Regions from separate parts of the Mus musculus genome. Here region 2 is linked to region 1. A link is a contact called in public promoter capture Hi-C data. All regions are on one chromosome and are shown on one strand. Each heading gives the region's core, a stretch centred on a gene start, on an enhancer-like site or on the middle of the called end of the contact. The rest is flanking DNA. Distances are from core to core; before and after follow the strand shown.

Region 1 (6,351 bases), core at 1,358-3,857:
TGAACTTCTGGCACAAACATCAGAACAGCGTGGCGGTAGGAGAAGGTCTGTGGCAGGCATAAAGAGTAGGAGGTCGCTGGGCGGTGGTGGAGCATGCCTTTAATCCCAGCACTTGGGAGGCAGAGGCAGGCAGATTTCTGGGTTCGAGGCCAGCCTGGTCTACAGAGTGAGTTCCAGGACAGCCAGGGCTACACAGAGAAACCCTGTCTCAGAAAACAAAACAAAAACCACAAAAAACAAAAAACGAAAGAGTAGGAGGTCGCTGTCTCTGCTGACAGCTTCCTTTGTTGATCCCTCTGCTGATCCTTGTGTGTAGCTGATAAGGAGCCATGGGGGCAGGGACAAGAGGACATTCTCTCATCTGACCAGATACGGATCATAGGAGCGATAGCAAGAAAAGGCTGCTTCTCTGCTTCTGTTGAGACCAACCACCACAAGCTTTAGGGATGTCTTTGGAGTTCAGGACTGGTTCTACAGTGGTCCTGTCAGTATGCTGGACGCGACAGGTGACCAAGAGTGGGTATGCTAGCCCTACCTCCTGCTAGTCCTATCAGAGTCTCTTAAGCAGATTGGAATCTGTAAAGGAAGTAAGCGGAGAATCAGATCCACTGACTTGGTTTCTCATTCACAGCAGCATTGCAGAGGGAAGACTCAGCTACTGCAGTCTCTGCTTAGACTTTCGACTCTTCAGTTAAACCTGTCAGGCCTTCTGCTTGTCCCAGTTGTACCAGGCCACATTCTACCTCACTGATCATTGCTCAACAGGCAAGGTACACTAATTGAAGGAGATTGAAAGGATTTGTATTACTGAATGAAAAAAAAACAGCTTTGTTAATGAAAAAACGGCTTTCCTTAAAATCTGCACGATTGTTTTCACACATACAAACGCAGCATTCATATTTATATTCGTAAATAATTTGTCATGTTTGCTTAAAGAAAGTGTCCTCTGCACACTTATGAAGAGCCATAGTGACCTCTACTGTCCAGAAAAGGCAGCTCGCAAGGTTAGCCAGAGCAGGTTTTTGCTTACTTTTAAAGACACGTACATCTTATTCTTTTCGTTTGTTTTGGTTTTATTCTCTGTGTAGTTCTGGCCCTGGCTATCCTGGAACTCAGAGATCCGACTGCCTCTGCCTCCTCAGTACTGGGATTAAAGGCGTGCGCCAACACCTCTGAACTGGGACTCCTAACCAGCCAAAGATCCTGGATCCCTTCAAATACAAGAAAATAGGAGGGAGGCCATAGCAAACAGAAAAACCCAGGTTCCTATATGAACAGGAGATCTGTGTATGATATGTGTGATTTATGGGTCTCATGACTAGATAATAGGATCACCCAAGCTATTCATTTAAGAAGGAAATTTTCACACGGGTGGCTTAATTCAAGAGCTGTAAGAAGAGTAAAACCTAGTGTGGTTTACCTCAGTAGACTGCCCTTATGAGCCTTGCATAAGCTGTGTTCAGGATGACTAAGGTATCTCACAAGTTTAATGAGAGTTGTCTAGTAGTTATATTAACATAGATACATTAAGGTCTTTCTTACATTTCCTTAGTGTTTTGTGATTTAAAATGTTCTTTTCTATGGCTATTACTATTTCCTTGCAACGTGCACAAACATTAGCCACTTTTACAGAAAATAAGATCCTTTGGCTAAACTCACATTCACATTTAGAAATGACTACTTGCGGGCTACAAAGATGGCGCTGACGTTAAGGCTCAAAACTAAAAAGACTAGAAATGTCCATTTTCAGGTTAAAAACACGACCTTCATGTTTTTAATGAATTAAAATATAAATCGAGCGAGAGCATTGCTGTATCGGCGCTACGTTTCATCCTTCTCAAAGTATTCGCAGTATTCTGAGGACGGTATCCGTGAACTTAACCACAGTTCAGGAAGACGCACAATCTGTGAAAACGCCTTAAGATCGCAAATAGCAACTACATCAATACAGAAAACATTTGAAAACGATCGATCATATAAGCCACAGATTTATTTTTAACCTGGGTAAATCACAAAACCTCAACACTTTAGCGTCAAGCCAAATAAAATAAAACCAACTTAAGTTCTCAACCTTTTTTTTTTTTTTTTTTTAATTGCTTGTTTAAGCTGGACAGTGGTGGCGGCGCACGCCTTTAATCTCTGCACTTGGGAGGCAGAAGCAGGAGGATTTCTGAGTTCGAGGCCAGCCTGGTCTACAGAGTGAGTTCCAGGACAGCCAGGGCTACATAGAGAAACCCTGTCTCGAAAAAAAGAAAAGAAACGAAAAAGTTGCTTGCTTAAAACCTCCAAGTAAGGAGCACCAAGCTTCTGGAAGCAGGTACCGCCCCTAAACGTTAAGGCTGGCGCGCTCCCTTAGCTCCGGCTGAAATCTCCGCCCTCAGGCAGGAGACTCCGCCCAGCTCCGCCGAGACCCGCCCTTCTGCCTGGAGACATCGTTCGTCCCCGCCCAAACCCCGCCCCAGTCCCGCCCAGCGGCTGCCGAAGTCCCGCTCTCCTCCAAGAGGCTCCGCGCAACTCCGCCTAGCTTCCGCCCTCCACCGCTAGACTCCGCCCCTCGACCCCTGCGCGGCGGGTTGCCAATACGCATGTGCGGTTAGCGTCACGTCCGGCGACGGGCCCCAATCTCCGGAAAGAGCTGCCGAATAGTGGCGGCGTTTTCTGCGGCGATTATTTGAGTTCCTTCGCTGCTGGAGGGGTAGACTAAACGGCGGCGACATGGTGGAGGTAAAGTGATGCTTGGGTACTTGGGAGTCGTTTGTCCCTGGAGCTTTGCTTTGCCCACGGAAGTGTAGGATGAAAGTGGTGGGAATCTGGGGAAAGGAACTGTAGTCAAAGCTGGTGGTCTCGGCACGTCGGGGTGGGAGGAAGGCCGATGACATCCCAAGTCCGAGCTTCAGTCGGCGGGAAGCCTGAGGGAATCCTGCAGTCCGTGTGTTGTCGTAGGTACCTGGCCGTCTCCTGGGAGGCGGGGCTTCTGATGTTCCCACCGTGGCTGGGATGCTAGTCCGTGCTGTCTTGTCAGTTCCACTGTTATTTCATCTCTACCGCAGTAGAGGCGTGCGGTTCTTGATTTTGTTTGTTTGTTTGTTCTTGCGTATCCCAAACGTTTCTTACTCCCACCCACTGCGTTCCAGGTCCACTGCAGTCCTCCGAGTCTAGCCTAACATCTTTTGCCCGGACTCATTCAATAACTTCCAGCTGGTCTAAGTGCTTAGGATTAACGAACACATTGCAGGAGTGTAGTTCAGTGCTGCTTTCTGTTCCAGTGTTATAGAGTAAAAATGTTGGTGGTGGCAGAGGTCTAAACCTCACCGACCCTGGAAACCCACACTTCCGCAGCATTCACAACTGCTGCGGTTCTGAGTTATCTGGACACCTTTGCAGTGGGATTTCCCACACTTTCACTGCTTGTACCTCTATTCCGTGTAAGGCTGTCTCCCTCTCTGCTTATCACCTGAGAGAAACCTTTCTTGATTATATCTACCAATTCTCCCCCCACCAACTCATCCCATTGCCTATTTTCATAGAACCCTCCAAAAATGTGGAATTATTTTGCTTATTTTTGTCTGTTGCCTCTTGAGTACACTGCATGCCGCATACAGTACTAGCTCGGTAAATATCTACTGAACACATTGTAGGCATTACTCAGTTACTTTTCTAAGAGCTCTGGCCAGACAGGAGCTTTCTCATCTTCGTTGTTGATTGCTGTAGTTTGTTACAGTTATTGAGGAGTGTATATCCTTCTCCATATTTAGCGTGGAAATTGCATAATGACTCTCATGTCGATTAGGGTGTATGGGTCTCTTGTTAGATGTGTGATTTTTGGCTGTCTCTTTACAGGAGGTACAGAAGCATTCTGTACACACACTGGTGTTCAGGTCATTGAAGAGGACCCATGACATGTTTGTGGCTGATAATGGAAAACCCGTGCCTTTGGATGAAGAGAGGTAAGCTTTATTCCTTTTCAGTTGCTAAAGTATTTAATATTAACAGAAGGGTGCAGAGAGAGGGGAGGAGGGGACTTTGAAAGGTCTTAAAAGTGCATACTCACAGGACGCTTGGGCAATAGCAAGTGGCTTTCTAGTGTAATATAAGTAATGGTAACTCATTTTTCTATTGTCTTGTCTTCTGCAGTAAAAACATCATTACCTAACTATAGTTTACAGGCACCCAGTGTGATGATTTGAAAGAGAATGGCCTCCATAGGCTCATGCGTTTAAATGCTTGCTTGGTCTCTAGTTGGTGGAGCTGTTTTGGAAGTATTAGGAGGTGTGGCCTTGTTAGAGGAGGTGTGGCCTTGGGGAGAAGCTGTGAGATTTCAAAAGCCTACACTATTCCCAGTTAGCTCCCTTATTGCTTGTCTACTCCCTCCCTCTTGTCCAGCCCCCCACCCCCACCCCACACATCATGCTTGCCAATCAGATGTAAGCTCTCGGCTGCTGCTCCAGCACTGTGCTTGCCTGCCTGCTCTCATGCTCCCTACTCTTATGGCCAAGGACTCTATCCTCTTGAGCCATGACCCCCTAGTTAAATACTTTATTTTCTAAATTGCCTCCAGAATGGTGTTTGCCATAGCAATAGAAAAGTAACCAGTACCCAGTAATTAGGGGCATCCCTGCTATGTCATCTTGTTTGTAGTGAATCAGTTTGTGTGTGATTTTAGCTTCTGCTCTCAGACTCTTTGTTTTGTTTTGTTTTGTTTTGTTTTTCGAGACAGGGTTTCTCTGTGCATCCTTGGCTGTCCTGGAACTCACTCTGTAGACCAGGCTGGCCTCGAACTCAGAAATCCGCCTGCCTCTGCCTCCCAAGTGCTGGGATTAAAGGTGTGCGCCACCACTGCCCGGCTTCTGGTCTCAGACTCTTGTTCTGCTGAAATTGTACTTGGCCAGTACTACTCCCATCTTTGCTCCGTGGTGTAGTGAAGAGTTTTGAGTGGCATATTTTTGCTTCTCGCCAGCCCTAGTCTGGGAATTGTGTTATGTGCAGTGCCTTTCTTTGCCCTTTGCTTTTTTTTAATAATCTACTTAATTTCCCTCATTTGCATTCATATTTAATTTATAAGGTAGATTATCTTTTTAAGTAATATAAGTACATTTCTCTTTAAAATGCTGAGCTAGCCAGGCGGTGGTGGCCCACGCCTTTAATCCCAGCACTTGAGAGGCAGAGGCAGGCGGATTTCTGAGTTCGAGGCCAGCCTAGTCTACAGAGTTGAGTTCCGGGACAGCCAGGGCTATACAGAGAAACCCTATCTCGAAAAACCAAAAAGTAAAAATAAATTTAAAAATATAAATAAAATGCTGAGCTAATTTAGTGCTTTCATTGGGTCTAACTTTTTAGACTACTAGTAAAGATATCTATACAATTTAACTATATTCAGACATTTAAAGTTTAAGCTATATTAGTTTGTGTATGTCTTTAATTCACTTGGACCCTTGAGGTCTCATCCAAAAAGGTTTTGTGTTTATTGGGCTGCAAACTAAGGTCTTACTTTGCTTTGAATGAATACTGTATGATAGATTGTGAGATAAAGTAAACGTATATGGTATGGAAATGCATTTTAGAATGTTGTAGTTGTTAAAATACTATGTAGCTTGAGAAACCTCCTGCATCTGTGACATGGAGTACCGTGTCTGCTTCTGTGCTTCTCTGGTTAGCTGACTCTTTTCACTGGTGAGTGTGTTTCCAGTACTTACGGGTGCATTTCATCTTTATGATCTTTACATAGTCACAAGCGGAAAATGGCAATCAAGCTTCGCAATGAGTATGGTCCTGTGCTGCATATGCCTACTTCAAAAGAGAACCTTAAGGAGAAGGGACCTCAGAACGCAACAGACTCATATCCTCATAAGCAGTATCCCGCCAACCAAGGTGAAAACCATCGGGTTTACAAGTGAATTTTTAAAATAGGAGAAAATGTCTCCTTAGAGCTTCCCTGGGGGCACTGCTTAGTTGTTGCTGTGATGGTGGCCGTTTTGATGAGCTCGTCAGAGTAGTAATGAAGATGCTTAGGTGAGGACTTTTTCTAGAAAACAGAATGTATGATTATGATTCTCTTAGGAGGTAGGCAAGATTACAGTGGTGTCTACAGGGAAAACTCAAGTTGATTCCTAGCCTGTGGGGAGACCATCTGTGAGTTCTTTATCTTGAAAAGATGAAATTATAGTTACAAAGACTCTGCTATTCCATGTGAAACTATTTACTGTGAAGAACAGCTGGAACAGGTCAGTGGGAGGGGCGCCTTGACTTATTAGCAGCTTACAGGCAGAACCATCAACTCCCTGCCTTTCTGAGGCTTCTGTAGAGTTGGAAAGGAAAACTTAATATTTATAATACCTTTGAAAAGGCAGTACT
Region 2 (6,351 bases), core at 1,093-3,592, 2.5 Mb after region 1:
TGTAGGAAACATGGGGACTCACAAGAAAGACACCCATATATCAAGGACCCAAAGAATGAAAGGAGCTAATTAGAGATACATTTTGAAACGTTTTCACCTTTGTGTTCCATGCACTTTCATTTTCTTCTTTAGTTATATGAAAGTAAAATTCAGATTACTCATGGGAAGTAGATAAAAAAGAAAAAATATAGAATAAGTAAATGTCAATCAAGTTTTAAAAATTATTTTTAAATGTATGTATGAGAGAGACATGGTTAGGGGAGTGCTGTGTGTGGTGTCTGCAGAAAGCTGACGATGGTGCCAGCTCTTCTGGAGTTGGAGTTACAGGCTGTTGTGACTCTGGACATGAGTGCTGGCCAACAAACTCAGGTCCTCTGGAAGAATAGAAAGTGCTCTTAACCACTGAATTATCTCTCCAGCCCAGGTTATTTTTCCAAATGGAGTGACCATATTATAAAATGCCAAAATGTTTTCTAAATATTAATGGAAACAGATCCTAAATTGTAGCTGTCTTATCTGTAGGTTAGTGATCGATAACTGCAACACATCAGTGTGGAATATAGAGAGTACACATCTATTCTTTCTCTATAATTGGGCATCAGTGACTTCCACTGGATTGCTCCTCTTGGAAATCTCCAAGGCAACCAAGCACCTAAGTTCACACAGAGAATAGGTTCCTTTTCTGGCTTCCTTACCATACACTACACACATAAGTCAGAACTGTTGGGCCCCATTTTGGCCCTGGTTTGGGCCTTGAGGACAAACTCGAATCTGGCTCGAGTTTCTGCGGCCTTGTGGGAGAGCCTAAGCCTGGCTCAAGTTTTGAGACCTGTCTCAGTCACTTCCATATTGGGGTGACTCAGCAAGACCTGTTTGGCCCTGCCTCTGCCCTGTCGTTGCTGATGTAGAGCTTTGCCATTGACCCTGTCAGTCACTACGCCATCTTACCCCACCAAAACCCGCCTCCCTATGTTCCAAACTTATATAAGCAAGAGGCTGACTCCATAAAGTTGAGTTCCTGCTTCAACAAGACTCCCAACTCTGTGTGTTTCTTTTGGGCCGTTGACACTCGCCATCCTGCTCAGCCCTGGAGAGACCCCAGAGGGACAGGGACCTCTCTCCTCTGTCCTGGACCTGTCAGCAAGGAGCAGGTACAGAACCTCCAACTCTCGATCAGGTCCCTCAATCTCACCTTGCACATCTCCCAGAAACATATGTTTTACTTTACCCTTCACCACTACCCCAATCTGTTATTGCGTTTCTAAAGAACATACCCTCTCAACAGCCCCCATTTGTCAAATACATTCACTGCACTGTACTACTTCATATATTCTTGAGGCGCCTACTCTGTACTCTGGAAATACTATGGTAAATACCAGACAAGGATCCATTGAAATCAAAGATAGCTGTTAAGACTATGTTGACAATTAAAATCAGGCAATGAAAGTAAGAACTATTGTAGACTAAGTTTTCAAATAAAAAAAAAAATCACCTGGAATTTCAACAAGGGATATGAAAGGCTCTGCTTGGTTTTGCCTTCCTGAGGGTGGGACCTAGCATCTCTACATGGTAGGCAAATGCTGTACCACTGAGGGATATGCCCAGTCCAAGATGAGTTCTGAAGTCAAACAACAAAAGAAATCCATTGAGGTGATGTCTTTTTTTCTATCAAAGCTTTCTAACACAAGAAATTGTTTCAGATGTTGGCTAAGAAAAATAGTAAGTAAAAAGCACATAAAAGTTTAAAAATTTTTTTCGGACATGAAAACAATTTTTAAAACGTTTTTCTGTATGGTTCCTCTCCCTAAAATGTCAATTCTTTAAAATATAACATCCCCAAAGTCTTTCTTTCTAGCATATCAATGCTGCCTTATTATTGAACTAGGTATATATAGCAGGCATGCAAATAAGTATCAGTTGAAATAATGCACAAATTTGTGTGCGAGGTGTGCGAGCAAGACAGAAAAAATAAAAGCGTTGGAGGGTCCAGGAAGCCTTTGTGGTAATGTTAGGGTCATTTGTTTCAACTCACGGGCTTAAGCTGAGTATAAAATCCTTGGTGAGGCTTCCTTGCTTGGCGCTCCCTCAAAGAGCTGTCAAAGTACACACAAGCTCTACCGCCACAAAGCTCTCCAACTCCCCGCTAGGAGGAGTCACACAGGACCCACCAACCTTCCCACTTCTTTGGTTCCGCCCCTCCCTAACAAAGTTCCGGCAGCCTTTGAATTGGGTTGCTGGGAACAGTAGTCTTCCGGTCAAGAGCTACACGGGTTGTGGCGCATTGCCAGAACTACGCTTCCCAGGGAGCCTCGCGGCAGAGGGAGGGTGGGTCACCTGACCGGGACTTCGGCGACGCTATGGCGGCGCCCATGCTGCGCTTGGGTTTCCCTGGAAGACGCTGGGCTTTAACATGGCTAGATGGCGGTTCCCGCCACCGAAGTGGCTCTCAGACTGGGCCCACATCCAACTGGGCTAGGAGACAGAGTTCAGTGGCTCAGCCTTCCCTCCACACGGCTCAGAAGCCGAGGAAAGGGTATATCTTCTTCGTACTTTTGCCTGTCTCGTGGAAGTGCAGAACGAAGATAATGGCCCCGGCAGCCCAGCCTGAGGGTTTTAGTGTGCTGGAGGGTGGTCACCTGTGTTATGGGCAACTGAACCTAAATGAAAACACAAAACCAGGCCTGCCACCTTCAGCCTCACACTTAAAACTTCTGTCTTAAAGTAGGCATATTTGGACAACGTGCGAATGTAAAATAGCGTTTCCTCCAGTCGTCTTCTCAGACAGAAGACTGGAATACTTTGCCCTACTAACTCGTGTGGGGTCTGCGACACTAGACTCTGGCTCGTATGTAGCGGGCATTTGGCGTCACTACAGGCTAGCAATAATTTAAAGACAGAAAATAGCCGTTGTACAAAGCCCCAGATAGGAGAGGTCTTATTAGTCAGAAAGCACTAGCTATCTGTGGTTTTATTGTGGGCATATTTGTCTAGACCCCAGGAGGATGTTAGTCGACTGACGAAATCTTTCCCCGATTATATAAAGAATTGCTTATGTTGTACAGCAGTTAGTTGCTTCCGTGTACATGATTTAAAGCTTCTTTTAAAATACAGCAACAAGGCAATTTTTAAAAAAGTTTTGTTTTGTTGAGGTTGGCATTCTTTTTAGCATTTCAGTGAAGAAGAGAAGAAAAATGTCCAAAATCATCACCTTTCTATTCTCTTCATAAACTAGACTATTTTCTTTCCACGAAATGAAACTGCAGAAATACTTCGATTAGCAATTAGAACATGCAGAATTTCTGAATTTCTTAGTTTATTTCCTCTCTCTTGAAAGCTTTATTATCAAATTTTAGAAAGAAGGAATTAATCTTTTCTCATTCCTTCATCTGTTGAACTGCTTAAAACAAAACTGAATGCACATGAATTAAAATCTGACTAATATAGAAAATGTCTAGGGAGAAGTGAAGACTAGGAACATACATAGGAATAGAGAATTTAATTCCCCAAAGAGAGTGGAGTACTGGCTCACCAGAGTAGGGCTGTTCAGATAAGAGACAGTATATCACTGTAAGCATTTACAAAGATTTGCTAGCAGTGAAGTATGAACAAATGAAAAAAATTTAAGTTTAGATCTCAAGAACTGGATGGGACTTGGTGGATGAAAACAAAGTTTCCTCTAATGGTTTTCTGTTCTTTTTCACGGGTTTTAAGGAATACCATATTGTGGTAGTCTATGGTATCTGATCCTGCTTCTGTAGCTACAAGCTCTTAACAATGAACTCAAAATATGGGCGATAATTTATTCTTTAGCCATCATTTCTCTAGAACTAGAATCCTGGCATTTGTATTAAACCCAAATAATGATAAGATAAGCTTTTATTATTTACTGAGTCATTTACTTAGTGTTTATTAACTAATAAGGTACATTTAGTTTATTCACCAATAAAATGACACATTTTAAAATATAAGCATATAAAATTTTAATTTAAAACACAAGATTATAATTGGAAATATAGGTTTATAAGAATTTATATTTAGCGACAAATGTAACGTTTTAACCATTTTCCTTCCCTTTAGTGAACACAAATGGGCAGCTGTAGTAGGACTGGAAATTCATGCACAGATTTCCTCCAACTCTAAACTCTTCTCTGGAGCTCAAGTGTGCTTTGCAGCACCTCCAAATTCTCTGGTTTCTTATTTTGATGCATCTCTGCCTGGAACATTACCGGTAAGGTGTTTTATACTGTCTGTTTACATTAGAAAATGTTTATGTCATAGTGAATATAGATAAGGAACTACTTGCTTAGGGAATTTTGCATGATTAGGGAATTAAGCATGATGCATTAATTGTTTATAAAGACATGTCTCTATAATTCTGTTTCTAAATCTGAGTGTATTCATAGCATCGATTCACTCCTTTCACAAATGCTTTCAAATGCCTATCAAATACCAGATGCTGATAAGAACTGTCTAATGCAGACAAGCAAAGATCTTGCTTTAGGAGGAGTTTAAAGGTGGACAGAGCTGATGTCTTACAAACAATTAGAGTACAATATGATAATTCTTGCAAAAGCAGTGTGCAAAGAGTAATTTTGGAACCCAAAGGAGGGACATGTAATTGAGCAAGAGGAAGTATTGTGAGAAATTGTAGTGGTGTATCTAGTTAAGGAGGAATGTCTGGAATAAAAACGTGGTGTCCACACTGAGAAGTCAAGTAGGAGTTAGACTGATACATGGAGGAGTGGGGAGGACCCAAGAAAAGAACATGTAGTATGTGATTTTACAGTGTAAGAGCAATGTGATCTCAGTTATTGACATCTAAGAAGCAGTCAGTAATGGAGCGCTATAGTATAAAAGCGAGTTGGTTATCGATTTAGCTACTTATTTTCACTTGATCCTAAGAGGCAACTGAGCCAGCATCACCATCAGCAAGACTTTTAGTGTGGTCTTTTTAAGGAATGAGTTACATTTTGAAGAATAAGATGGAAGGAGCACTGTAAATATTTGAGCTAGAATGTGGCTCCCATTCTGTTCAGGAATCTTATATTGTTAAATGGGAATGGAGTTTCCATCTTCAGGAGCATGTGTAGACAGGGTTATGATGATGAGTATATCACAGACAGGGACTGTTAGGAGTGTGTTCTGTATTCTCAGATGTTTAAATACAAGCGAAGGCTGATCTACCCAGGCTGTTGTCAGTGCCTTGCATGTATCTACTTTAGTCAGAGCTTTGATTGGATTAAGGCAGATTCTCAGGCCTAGAACTCTTCTTATTTGGGCTTTTCATTGTGAGGGATCGCATCTATCTAAACCACATCCCTGGCCACTGCCTGTTTGCTATTGGGTCTCTCTACAGGAAGTCAACACCTTGCTGTACACATGCGGTGCCATCCTCTCGGGTTCTCTTTCTACTGTAAAGTGTCTACCTATGGAGAAGGAGTTCTTGTTTGCTGGAAAAGAGATATGTTTTCTTTAAAAACAGGTGTTCTTTTGGGTGAAGACTCAGATCTAGTAGATACAGTGTTTCCTTAGATGAGTGAAATACTACTCAGTTTATACAGCACTTCTACCTTTCTCCTTCTCTGCTGAGGACCTTTCTTCCTTATGTTTTAGTTGGCCATCAATATAGTCTAGATATCGGAGGGAGGGGATAGGGGACTTTTGTGATAGCATTTGAAATGTAAATGAAGAAAATACGTAATAAATTTTTTTTAAAGTCTAGATATAAGCTAGAGCCTTTTGAGTTTTTTTTTTTTTTTTTTTCCTCAGTTGGGAATGTGATACCTAGTGGGGTCTTAGGGTACATTTAGAAACATATTTTTGGATAAACAGATATAAGCAGTTATAAGCAGATAACAGATTCTTCACTTGTGCCTAAATAGAATACAGACAGTTCAAAATAACTAGCTGGTCAGCACATTTGGAAAGACGTGTTATGTTCCCTAGAAAGTTCCTGCTCTGTGGTCAGCAGGTCAGTTAAACAGTGAGTGCATTGAGAATGGGTGGACATTGGATTGAGAGGGCAGGAAAGGCTATGAGGATAGCTTTCCTAAGCAAGGGTTTGCTGTTCTTCATTAGAGCCAGCAGCACTCATGGCTCCAGTAGCTGTCATGACTGTTCTCTCAGCTTTGCTGAGCAGCCTGCCCTTCAGAAGTGTCCTTCTTCTTAAAGAACCTGTTTTAGTCTACAGCTGAGGAATATGAAAATCCTCACACCAAGACATTGCTTAAAGTATTTCATTCCTTTCTTGTTTGCCTGTCATTCAATTTAAAATGTTTTAGAACGTCTCTGAGGCCCATGGACACAGTATTGTGATATATTTACTCTGCATCTGGTGACTGTAACTAATGA

Evidence for each region. Promoter capture Hi-C pulls out the DNA fragments that hold promoters and counts their contacts.
Region 2: a contact with region 1 is called in a promoter capture Hi-C map of pre-B cells, with 10 times the contacts expected there. The contact joins the promoter of Gatb here to the promoter of Plrg1 in region 1. A contact is called at or near these places in 5 of 39 promoter capture datasets (the C10 cell line, hematopoietic stem and progenitor cells, liver and 2 more), 4 of 484 Hi-C or Micro-C datasets (CD4 T cells and pre-B cells), 1 of 115 datasets of contacts at active chromatin or transcription factors (memory CD8 T cells) and 2 of 9 other capture datasets (adipose tissue and liver).

Annotation. Positions count from the first base shown.
Region 1 is chr3:83,052,931-83,059,281 of GRCm38.p6, forward strand. Plrg1 (pleiotropic regulator 1) reads left to right here and starts at 2,608. Exons shown (of 15, transcript NM_016784.3): 1 at 2,608-2,724; 2 at 3,841-3,947; 3 at 5,726-5,868. The coding sequence starts at 2,716.
Region 2 is chr3:85,571,787-85,578,137 of GRCm38.p6, forward strand. It overlaps Gatb (glutamyl-tRNA(Gln) amidotransferase, subunit B), which reads left to right and starts at 2,343. Exons shown (of 13, transcript NM_144896.4): 1 at 2,343-2,533; 2 at 4,078-4,228. The coding sequence starts at 2,358. Gm46809 (a long non-coding RNA gene) reads left to right here and starts at 4,235. Exons shown (of 2, transcript XR_001783869.2): 1 at 4,235-6,351. It also overlaps Gm3740.